2 separate regions of the Macaca mulatta genome follow, and region 1 is linked to region 2. A link is a contact called in public Hi-C data. All regions are on one chromosome and are shown on one strand. The core of a region is the stretch at or near the end of the contact, and the rest is flanking DNA. Distances in the headings are between cores, read along the strand shown. Region 1 holds the start of LPCAT3 (lysophosphatidylcholine acyltransferase 3). Region 2 holds the start of EMG1 (EMG1 N1-specific pseudouridine methyltransferase).

What was found. Hi-C and Micro-C count contacts between places; a contact is called where the count stands out from the background.
Region 1: a contact with region 2 is called in a Hi-C map of CD4 T cells, with 2.6 times the contacts expected there. The contact joins the promoter of LPCAT3 here to the promoter of EMG1 in region 2. A contact is called at or near these places in 5 of 14 Hi-C or Micro-C datasets (CD4 T cells, blood, fetal cortex germinal zone and 2 more).

What each region holds. Positions count from the first base shown.
Region 1 is chr11:7,990,640-7,996,993 of T2T-MMU8v2.0, reverse strand. It overlaps LPCAT3 (lysophosphatidylcholine acyltransferase 3), which reads left to right and starts at 3,815. Exons shown (of 13, transcript NM_001261586.1): 1 at 3,815-4,070. The coding sequence starts at 3,920.
Region 2 is chr11:7,941,106-7,946,834 of T2T-MMU8v2.0, reverse strand. EMG1 (EMG1 N1-specific pseudouridine methyltransferase) reads right to left here and starts at 1,863. Exons shown (of 6, transcript NM_001266361.2): 1 at 1,608-1,863. The coding sequence starts at 1,775. PHB2 (prohibitin 2) reads left to right here and starts at 1,991. Exons shown (of 10, transcript NM_001266316.1): 1 at 1,991-2,282; 2 at 2,432-2,516; 3 at 3,123-3,202; 4 at 4,125-4,309; 5 at 4,676-4,805; 6 at 4,918-5,021; 7 at 5,448-5,525. The coding sequence starts at 2,156. It overlaps LOC114671230 (small nucleolar RNA U89), which reads left to right and starts at 5,091; the gene lies at 5,091-5,359.

The DNA of each region.
Region 1 (6,354 bases), core at 2,566-5,065, 48 kb before region 2:
TTGCCCAGTGGGCCTCTTCCTGCCCGCTGCACACACAAAATCAATTCACTGAGACCATGGCATTGCATTAGAGGAAGAGTTTAATTGATGCAAGGCTGACCATGCCACATGGTACATGAAGCTATTACTCAAATCAATCTCCCTGAAAATCTAGAGGCTAGGATTTTTCAAAGACAGTTTGGTGGGCAGGGGCCTACGGTATAAGTGCTGCTGGTTTGTTGGGGATGCAATCAGAGCGGTATGGCAAATGATCCTCATGCCCTGATTCCACCTCTGGATGGGGTCCATAGGACTGGTTGAGTCATGAGTCCAGCTGGCGTTTGCAGAAATGCCAAAATCTGAAAAGACATCCTAAAAGGTCAACCTTAAATTCTACAACATGATGTTATCTAGATGCATAATTGGGGAAGTTACAAATCTGGTGACCTCCTGAACAATGGTTGGGAATCACTTAATTATGCCTACGTTTTAGCAGAATTCAGGCCCCTTCCATAAGCTTAACCTGGTGGCCTTTCACTAGTTTTACAAAGGTGGCTTAGTTTGGGGACGGGCTATTATCCCTGCTTTAAGGTTAACTATAAACTACATTTCTCCCAAAGTCAGTTTGGTTTATGCCCAGGAATGACCAAAGATAGCTTGGAGGTTAAAAGCATGAGGGAGGTTGGGCATAGTGCTCACACGTGTTAATTGCAGCAGTTGGGGAGGCTGAGGCAGGCAGATCACTTGAGGCCAGGAGTTCAAGACTAGCCTGACCAACATGGCGAAACCCCATCTCTACTAAAAATACAAAAATTAGTTGGGCATGGTGGTGCATGCCTGTAATCCCAGCTTCTTGGGAGGCTGAGGCACAAGAATTGCTTGAACCTGGGAGGCAGAGGTTGCAGTGAGCTAAGACCATGCTCCTGCACTCCAGCCTGGGTGACATAGCAAGACTGTCTCAAAAAAAGCAAGATGAAGTCAACTATATCAGATTTCTCTTACTGTCATAATTTTGTAAAGGCAGTTTAGTTGGACTCTATAAACACTATATGTTTAGGCTTTACTGAAGTTATAAATACATATATAATTTTCTTTCTTTTTTTTTTTTTCTTTTTTTTTGAGACGGAGTCTTGCTCTGTCGCACAGGCTGGAGTACAATGGCACGGTCTCAGCTCACTGCAACCTCCACCTCCCAGGTTTAAGCAGTTCTCCTGCCTCAGCCACCCAAGTAGCTAGGATTACAGGCACCCACCACTGCGTTTGGCTAATTTTTGTATTTTTAGTAGAGTCGGGGTTTCATCATGTTGGCTGGGCTGGTTTCGAACTCCTGATCTCAGGTGATCCGCCTGCCTCAGCCTCCCAAAATGCTGAGATTACAGGGGTGAGCCACCGTGCCCAGCTTTTTTTCTGAGACACAGTTTTGTTCTTGTTGCCCAGGCTGGAGTGCAATGGCACGGTTTCGGCTCACTACAACCTCCACCTCCCGGGTTCAAGTGATTCTCGTGCCTCAGCCTCCCAAGTAGCTGGGATTGCAGGCGCCCAACACCACGCCTGGCTAATTTTTTTGTATTTTTAGTAGAGACAGGGTTTCACCATGTTGGCCAAGCTGGCCTCTAACTCCTGACCTCAGGTGATCCACCCACCTCGGTCTCCCAAAGTGCTGGGATTACAGGCGTGAGCCACTGCGCCTGGCCTATATATATAATTTTTGGTTTCTTTGCAAGACAGAGTCTCACTCTGTCTCGCAGGTTGGAGTGTAGTGTCATGATCACGACTCACTACAGCCTCAACCTCCCAGGCTCAAAGTGATCCTCCCACCTTAGCTTCCTGAGTAGCTGGGACTACAGGCACGTGCCACCATGCCCGTCTAAAATTTTTTTTTTGTAGAGACAGGGTCTGTCTGTGTTGCCCAGGCTGGTCGCCAACTCCTGGGCTCAAGCAATCTTCCTGCCTCAACCTCCCTAAGTGCTAGGATTACAGGCATGAACCACTGTGCCCGGCCAATATAAGGCATGCAAAACTATACTAATTTTCCTTTCTGGATATATGCTGTATGTAAAGTATTAAAATAGGCATGGGATTGATAAATACCAAAGTCAGCAAAGTGGTGACCTCTGAGAAAAGAAAGAGGGAAATGCCCTCAGGAAGGGATATACCAGCTTTTCAAATGTATAGGTGATTTTTTTTCTTAACCTGGGGAAGTTATATTATCCTCTACTTTTCTGTGTGAATGAAATATTTCGTTTTTTAAAATTTTGCCCAAAACGGGAGTAGGAGTAGAGAATTTGACAGACCTTTGTTTAAATTCTGTCTGCCGCTTACTTGTAAAGGAACTTACCCGGGTTCTTAATTTTTCCAAGCCTCTGTAAGAGGACATCATCATAATAAATATTCTATTGCACAGTCCAAGCAAGTGAAATAATACGGATAAAAGTGCTTTATAAAGTGCAAATGCTGTAAAAGTATAAGCTGTAATTTTACAAGAATGCGCCACAAATTATTGTAACTAAGAGTTATTGCAAGAAACTCGTAGTATTCCTTTGTTACATACTCTCACAGAACCTTGCTTGACCTTTTCCTTCAGAGCACTTACCCTCACTTGCAATAACACGTTCATTGATGCTATTATTTGTGCACCCTCCCACCGTGGTTCTGGGCTCCTGATTCTATTCCCAAGCCCAGCACAGTCCCTGGCACATGGTAAGTGCTGGACAGAAATTTTTTCTTTTTCTTTTTTTTTTTTTTTTTGAGACAGAGTCTTGCTCTGTCGCCCAGGCTGGAGTGCACTGGCGCGATCTCGGCTCACTACAAGCTCTGCCTCCCGGGTTCACGCCATTCTCCTGCCTCAGCCTCCCGCGTAGCTGGGACTACAGGCGCCCGCCACCACGCCCGGCTAATGTTTTGCATTTTTAGTAGAGACAGGGTTTCACCGTGTTAACCAGGATGGTCTCGATCTCCTAACCTCGTGATCCGCCCGCCTCCGCCTCCCAAAGTGCTGGGATTACAGGCTTGAGCCACTGCGCCCGCCCTGGGGCGTAATCTTAACAGGATTACCTGTAGGAAGTGAGAATGGAAAGCAGGACCTGGAGATAGGACTCTGCTGTTTTACATTACTATACTGTTAGAACTTTTATCATAAACATGTATTAGTGCAAAACTATTTGAATTTTTAATTAAAATAATAAGTGTTAAATATGCATTTCTTAATTTCATCGCCTCTCGGGGGAAGATCACGTTTTACTACACGAAATTGCATGGAAAAGGGATACATGAAATAAAAGGAGCAATGACTGCTCCTGGGGCACTGGGCTTTCCACTGAACCTCGGGGAGTGAAGGCGACTTTAACAGCCTAAGAATTTAAGAATGGGCCGGGAGGGGCCGTTAGGGGGCGCGCGCGAGGCGGCGCGGGCGTTCCCGCCTCCCCGTTACATGCCCCAGTAACCTCAGCGCCGGCGACCGGGAGTAACCTCGCGCGCGGGCTGTCCCCCCGCGCCCAGACTCTCGCCTGCTCCCGCCTCAGCCAATGGGAAGGCAGCGAACGGGCCGGCCGGTTGCTCGCCCGGGAGGACTCCTCCCGGGAGCACTTCGAACGGAGTTGAACGGTCGCCGGGCCACGGGCTCAGACCTTTCCAATGGCAGCTCTGGGTCCCGACGCCAAGCCCCGCCCAGCCCTAGGCCTCCACCGTGTGCATTCTCGGCAGGAGTCACCTTTGCCTTACAAACCTTCAGACCCGCCCTCTTCCTACCTTGCCGCTCTAGGCCCCGCCCTCTGCGCGGGTCGGCCAATAACGGGGTGAGCTGGCGCCGCGGGGCGGGCCTCTAGCCAATGCGCACGCCGTGGGCGGGCCCCGAGCCGGAATTGGGGGTGAAGCGATAGCGTTTTGCCTGCATTCGGGGCGCGCGGAGCTGGGGGGTCCCTGTGGGGCGCCCGGAGTTAAGATGGCGTCCTCAGCGGAGGGGGACGAGGGGACTGTGGTGGCGCTGGCGGGGGTTCTGCAGTCGGGTTTCCAGGAGCTGAGCCTTAACAAGTTGGCGACGTCCCTGGGCGCGTCAGAACAGGCGCTGCGGCTGATCATCTCCATCTTCCTGGGTAAGGACCCTCCTGCCTCCCTCCGCCCCTCGCGGAGTCCCCGGGGAGTAGGGGAGGAATGGGGACAGGACCGCCCTCTCTTCCCGGAGCCACCCGGGAGGGCTGTGCCGGGTGCGGGTGTGAATCCTGAAGCACACCAACAGCTATTGAGGGAAGACAGAAGTCCTGTCTCGAGTCTGGGGAGCTGTGCCCTCTGAACCTCTTCACCTTTCTCTTCAACCCCTGCCATGCCCTCTGGCCCCTCAGTCGGGCCCCCGCCCTCTTGTGCCAGGCTCTACCCGTGCTCCCACGACCTGTCTTTATTTGTCGCTCTGTTGAGTTCCACTGTCTGGCCATGTGTCCTGCTCTGTCATTAATAACCACCCCGCACACGCGCGCATCTTATCGGTAGGCATAGGGCCCCTAACTTAGGAATTTTAGCCCTTTCGTCCTTTTCAGCCCCATATTCCATATTTCATATTCTTAGTGTCTGTTTTGTTTATTGCCAGCTTGTATTATACTTTCGTCTCTTTTCTGTCCCGTTCCTACTATTTTCTTCTTATGCCATGTTGCTTTTTTTTATTTTCCAAGCCACCTACCTGTCATTTACCCTGGAATATCATTTTAATGCTGGACTTGGGAAACAGGACTAACAACCTCCTTAAAATCGATCCATACTATTCCAAGCGTTTATTACACGTGTGGTTCAAAGGATGTGGTGTATCTGAATTTATGCCACAACAAGCTGCATTACAACTGGTTTATAGGCTTTTTTACCGCATCCTCACTCCATGGTTTAATACATGGAGGCAGCATAGTACAATGGAAAAAAGTATGGGCTTTGAAGGCAAACAAATCACACCCAGCCTTGTTGCTGCTCAGAAACTGAAGGACCCTAGGCAGGCCACAAAACCTTCTGGGGCCTAATTTCCTTATCTATGAAATGAGGACAACAGTGCTTACCACATAGGATTGCTATAAAGTCCTGTAGAAAGGCCAAGATTGGGAAGTACCTGTACATATATATATACATAAAATTTAAGCAGTTGGAACGTTCTATGAAGGTTATGGAACTTTAGGAGAGGGTGGGTGGGAAGGATTAAGCAAAAGCTGTAAGTGGTGATTAGGAAACAGGACTGGGGCTAGAGCAGAGGGTTAGAGGTCTGAACCATGAGAAGTTTGAGATAAAGTTGGGCAGGAAAAGCCTTAAATGCCAGAGAGAAGTTTGGCGTTTATCCAGTAGAAGCACTGACATATAATATCACCAGAGGGTGTTAACCCAATCTAGATAATGGGATAGGCATTAATTCATATTTAAACAACCTAGCCTAATAGCATTGTTATTTGCCTATTACATATCAAACCAAGATCTTCCTTTCTTCCAAATATAGATCACCTTTTTCTTCCTCTGTAGAATTGTAAGATTTTAAAGATGGAATGGAACTGGGGTTTTGCAATCTGCTCAGTGTCACCTAGACATCACCCAGATTTATCAGCACCCCAGTCTAGGGTTATTTGCACTACATCAGCTTTGAACTTCCTACTCTTTCATCCTTGTTTCTGACCCAGTTATTTGTTGACGTTGTAATTGGCGACTAGTGTTTACATTTGACAGGACGCAGTGGCTTATGCTTATAATCTCAACACTTTGGGAGGCCGAGGTGGGAGAGTCACTTGAGGCCAGCCTGGGCAACATTTTATTTGTCTCTGCAAAAAAATAAAAAAAAATTAGGCCAGGTGCAGGTGCAGGGGCTCATGCCTATAATCCCGGCATTTTGGGAGGCCAAGGCGGGCAGATCGCTTGAGGTCAGGAGTTCGAGACCAGCCCGGCCAACATGGTGAAACCCTGTCTCTACTAAAAATACAAAAATTAGCTGGGCGTGATGGTGGGCACCTGTAATCCCAGTTACTTGGGAGGCTGAGGCAGGAGAATCACTTGAACTCAGGAGGTGGAGGTTGCAGTGAGCCAAGTTAGCACCACTGCACCGCAGCCTGGGTGACACAGCGAGACTCTGTCTCCAAAAAAAAAAAAAATTAATAAAAAAATGAGGTAGGCAGCGGGGTGCAATGGCTCACGCCTGTAATCCCAGCACTTTGGGAGGCTGAGGCGGACAGATCAGGAGGTCAGGAGATTGAGACCATCCTGGCTAACACGGTGAAACCCCGTCTCTACTAAAAATACAAAAAATTAGCCGGGCGTGGTGGCAGGCACCTGTAGTCCCAGCTGCTGGGGAGGCTGAGGCAGGAGAATGGCGTGAACCCGGGAGGAGGAGCTTGCAGTGAGCTGAGATCGTGCCACTGCACT
Region 2 (5,729 bases), core at 614-3,113:
AGCCTCCGGAGTAGCTGGGACCACAGGCCCCCGCCACCTCGCCTGGCTAGTTTTTTTGTGTTTTTTAGTAGAGACGGGGTTTCACCGTGTTAGCCAGGATGGTCTCGATCTCCTGACCTCGTGATCCGCCCGTCTCAGCCTCCCAAAGTGCTGGGATTACAGGCTTGAGCCACCGCGCCCGGCTGGAAGGCTAAGTTTTTATGTATCACTAGAATGTTTGTATATGTCTAGCAACATTCTTGAGATACATGGCTCCAAAAAGTCTGCGAAAAAAGGGATACAGATTTTGAAATTGAATAGTTGAAGTAGCAATGTCACAGAGTAAGCACAAAGAAAGAACAAATGACGAAGAACTAAGTCCATGAGACATCCTTAGTTATAGAAGAAAAAACCTTCTTGAATGAATAATAGTTTCAACCCATTAGTAGGATATAACCATGTTTTCTATTCCTTTAATAGATTACAGGTGCAGGCCAGTAATCCCAGCTACTCTGGAGGCTGAGGCAGGAGAATCGATTGAACCCGGGAGGCGGAGGCTGCAGTAAGCCAAGATCATGCCACTACACTCCAGCCTGGGAGAGACTGAGGCTCTGTTTCGCGCACACACACACACACATGCACACACAAAGTGTATTTAGAACGAAGACTAAAATCCTGGTCTGACTTCTAAACCCATGCAATTTCTCCTGGGCCTACTCATTGAATTATTTCTAAAGGGTAAGAGAAAGGAGGAAGAACATTGCCCAAGGCTTTAAGATAGAGAATTGCTGGTTCTGTTTATTACGTGTGGAGAAAGACATGAATGATAGATAAAAATGCAGACGTAAAAGTGTTAAACAATAACCTGGTCTGGACAGTGTTTCCAGGTGGATATTAGAGAGAGGTGACTATGGACACTAATGAATTGAAACATGAAGCCCTTACAAAAAGGGAGGGCAGACTAGGCTACATAACTACCTTTCTCATCCGCCCAGTAACTTGTCTTGGGATGTGGAATGATGCAACAAACGAAACTTTCCTCTCCTTAGACTACTGTATCACAGAATCCTGGTAAACCAGTTGGAAGCAAAGAGGTGAGGGCTGGAATGGCATTCAAGAAGAGCAAAAGAAAATGAGTACTACCGGCCGGGCACGGTGCCTCACGCCTGTAATCCCAGCACTTTGGGAGGCCGAGGCGGGCGGATCACTTGAGGTCAGGAGTTCGAGACCAGCCTGGCCAACATAGTGAAACCCCATCTCTACTAAAAAAAACCCAAAAAATTAGCCGGGCATGGTGGCGCGTGCCTGTAGTCCCAACGACTCCAGAGGCTGATTCAGGAGAATTGTTTGAACCCGGGAGGCAGAGGTTGCAGTGAGTCGAGATCGCGCCACTGCACTCCAGCCTGGGCGCCAGAGCGAAACGCCATCTCAAAAAAAAAAAAAAGAAAAAGAAAAATGAGCACTACCATCCCAGGATGTCAGATCAACGCACAGCCAACCAACCCATCTTCCTTCAAAAGCATCTTTCACCCCTCTCTGCCTTCTCCATCCACTCTGAGCCCCTCACCCTCATTCCACGGATCCCAGTCTATTGATTTACTACTTATCCACTTCCTGTCCCAAACTACCTTGACTGTCTCCAGACTGGCCCCTTCCAGCACCACAATAAGCCTACGGCCTCCGATCTTGTTTCCTGCCCCTAGTCGGGGCCGCTTGGGTGGCACAGCATCCCAGTCCTGTGCCTGCTCCCCACCGCTTCGTTCACGAGGCTTGAATCCACCACTGGGCGCGGCCATCTTGCAACCAGACCGGAAGTTGCGCTAACGCTCTTAAATGAGAACAGTGAGGCTTCTAATCACAAATTTCCTTCCGGCTGCCATTTTGAAAGTGGGCTTGTAAATGGCGATGACTTGCCGTCTTGCGCTGCCCTCCCTGGGAGGGCAGCCCTCCAGAAAGGGGCGGGACTTCCGTATGCGCTCTTCCTGTGCGCGAAGTTCGGGTGGGTAGTGGGCTAAGGGGGAGGGTTTCCAAGGGAGCGCACTTCCGGTGCCCTTTCTTTCGCCAGCATTACGGGCCCGAACCCTCGTGTGAAGGGTGCAGTACCTAAGCTGCAGCGGGGTAGAGGCGGGCCGGCACCCCCTTCTGACCTCCGGTGCCGCCGGCCTCAAGATCAGACATGGCCCAGAACTTGAAGGACTTGGCGGGACGGCTGCCCGCCGGGCCCCGGGGCATGGGCACGGCGCTGAAGCTGTTGCTGGGGGCCGGCGCCGTGGCGTACGGTGTCCGCGAATCCGTGTTCACTGGTGAGCAACCTTCGCCTGCTCGCCGGACGCTTCCAGTCCCTCCCCCAAACCCCTTGCCCTATCTCACCGGTCCCCGCGCCCCACCACGAGCCTAGCTAGCATTTACTCTGAGCAGCGGCCTGGCCTGATCACCACCCCTCTCCCCACAGTGGAAGGCGGGCACAGAGCCATCTTCTTCAATCGGATCGGTGGAGTGCAGCAGGACACTATCCTGGCCGAGGGCCTTCACTTCAGGTAATGGCGGGCAGAGCTTACTGACCCTGACCTTTCACCCTTGACGCCGACCCAGCAATGGCTGTAGTGGGACGTGCAACAGGATTCAACGCTGCTCTTTTCCCTCCCTCCTCATCCCTGCTCCTAGGATAGTGGGTGCTGCGCGAACCTCCAGCAGCATATGAACTGTTGTTTTCGAAAGGGACAAGAGAATCTCTCCTTGTCGGTGGTCATGGGGAGGAGCAGGCCAAAAAACGCCTGGTGAGGGGAAACCGGGCAAAGCTAGTGAAACTGCGGCTTTTTTGGGGGAGGGGGGCGCGGGAGTTTTGCTGTGTCGCCCAGGCTGGAGTGCAGTGGCGCGATCTCGGCTCACTGCATCCTCCGCCTCCTGGGTTCAAGCGATTCTCCTGCCTCAGCCTCACGATTAGCTGGGATTACAGGCGCCCGCCACCACGCCCGACTAATTTTTGTATTTTAGTAGAGACGGGGTTTCACTATATAGGTCAAGCTGGTCTCGAACTTCTGACCTCAAATGATTCGGCCGCCCAAAGTGCTGGGATTCCAAGCGTGAGCCACCGCTCCTGGCCGAAACTGCGGCCTCTTAATACCTATCCCTGTCCCCTCCAGGATCCCCTGGTTCCAGTACCCCATTATCTATGACATTCGGGCCAGACCTCGAAAAATCTCCTCCCCTACAGGCTCCAAAGGTAGGTCTGAGCACTTGGTAATCACATGGCAGGTGGGAAGATCAAGGGAGCTGGCAAGAAACCCCAGGTGAAGATGGTAGTGTCAGGCCTTTAGGCCTTAGTTTCCATGTCTGCAAGAACTGTAACAAAAATACCTGCCTCCCGGGGTCAAAGCAGCACATTCTGAACACCCTGTGTTTGCGTGCTTTCTACTGTCTCATCCCTGACATATTCAATAAGAGTATTGTTTGTCCTTGTCTTATTCACTGCCTAGATCAAAGCTTTGTTTTAAAGCCTTTTTTTCTAATTGCTTGACTTACTATATCTACAGTTACATCCACTAGTATACTCTGTTCTGGAGAAGTTTGTCCCTACCCTTGACTAGTTCACCTATTCTCTCCTTCTAGACCACACATAAAAGCCATGCCTTTGAGTTCCCCAGACCTCTTCCTCCTCCCCACCCACCCCCCCCCCGACACACACACACACACACGCATACACCCTGGGTGAGGTAGGTCACCTGTAACCTGTAATGTACTTCTTTGTACTATACCTAGTGCAGGTGGCTTATTCATGTATTAAACTGCTGGGCCCTGGAATACAAGATTCATTAAGAACATTTTTGTCCCCCAAGTCCTTACAGGAGACGTGATTACGGTACAGCGTGAAAGCACCCACATTAGAGGTTGCATGGAGTACAGAGGGGGAAAGAGCAGTCAGCCCTGCTGGTGACGGGGTTGCAGTTCCAGGCTTCACAGTGGGTGAGGGTGCATTTCACCTGTGCTGCCTCATGTGTTCCTTGTCAGCCTGATTAACTCTCCTCCCCCCAGGGCAGTGCCAGGCTGTACATCATTGCACAGGGCATATAGGGAGGAACATGAAGGAGAAAATGCTTGGGAAAGGGTGTTTGGCCTTGACCAGCCACTGCTGACCTCAATCTCAGACCTACAGATGGTGAACATCTCCCTGCGAGTGCTGTCTCGACCCAATGCTCAGGAGCTTCCTAGCATGTACCAGCGCCTAGGGCTGGACTACGAGGAACGAGTGTTGCCGTCCATTGTCAACGAGGTGCTCAAGAGTGTGGTGGCCAAGTTCAATGCCTCACAGCTGATCACCCAGCGGGCCCAGGTCTGACTCCCACCACCATCTGCATGGTGTCAGCCTTTCCCTTCTAGGCCCAGAGTACTGGGAATTAGGAAAGGCAGCTTAATAGAAGAGGATTGTCACCCTAGTGCCATTTCCACCTAAAAGCTGTGCTAATTGCCACTGTGAGATAAGGAGAGCCAGCATTAGAACTCGGTAGCACTTGGTATTAGGAAGCACAGAGGAAAATGGCCAAGTCTTGGCTTTTCCTGCACCTCTTTCAGCAGAGAGGCTTATGTTATAGGTTTGCCTGACAGGAAGCTAAGGCAGCGCATATTGTATTGAGAGAGTGAAGGATTCGGGGTCGCAACCCAGTCCCCTCAAACCACCCTTCCCCACCCCTGCCCTCAGGTATCCCTGTTGATCCGCCGGGAGCTGACAGAGAGGGCCAAGGACTTCAGCCTCATCCTGGATGACGTGGCCATCACAGAGCTGAGCTTTAGCCGAGAGTACACAGCTGCTGTAGAAGCCAAACAAGTGGGTGAGTCGCACGAGCAGTGGGGTGAGGGCTTCCGAGATGCAGGAGGAGGAAAGACTCGGTGGACGGGGCTCCTGACCCAGCACACGGTCTCCCTGACTCTCTCCCGCTACAGCCCAGCAGGAGGCCCAGCGGGCCCAATTCTTGGTAGAAAAAGCGAAGCAGGAACAGCGGCAGAAGATTGTGCAGGCCGAGGGTGAGGCCGAGGCTGCCAAGATGATATCCTTCTGCGTGAGAGGTCTCGGCCCAGTCCCTAGGGCACCTGAGTTCCCCATCCTCCTTCACGGGCAGGCTGATGAGACTAAGGCGAATGCGACTCCGTGCTCTCTGGCCCTTGGCTCCTTGTTGCGGGTGGGGGCTACAGATGAGATCTGAAATCTTAGCGGGGGTACCTGAGCCCTGACTCCCCACTGTAAGGCCAGATCAATAGCACTGCTGGCCTTGCCTTCATTTCTGCTGCTGCCCCTAGTTCCTGGCAGCAGCCTGCAGGGAGGCCCACAGGTGGGGTCCAAGGTAGAGCGGGCACAAGCCACCTGAGCGCAACCTTGGATCTGACAGCCCAGAGGAGGACTGTAGCAAGGGAGTGTGGTAAGGACGGGGCTAGGGATTGAGACCTGCCCTTGTGTGAACCTTAACCCTCCTCACCTGGGAGAAGCACTGAGCAAGAACCCTGGCTACATCAAACTTCGCAAGATCCGAGCAGCCCAGAATATCTCCAAGACGGTGAGTGTGTCAGCCCAGCGTCTCTGATGGGGCTGCCTTGAGAAAGTGCTTTCAGTTAAGGCACATTGAGGTGAGGGAATTCGAACCTTGCTTGTTTGGGTTTCTACTCAGAGTGGTTTTATGGCCGGCGCAGTGGATCACCTGAGGTCAGGAGTTCAAGACCCACCTGGCCAACATGGTGAAACCCCACCTCTACTAAAAATA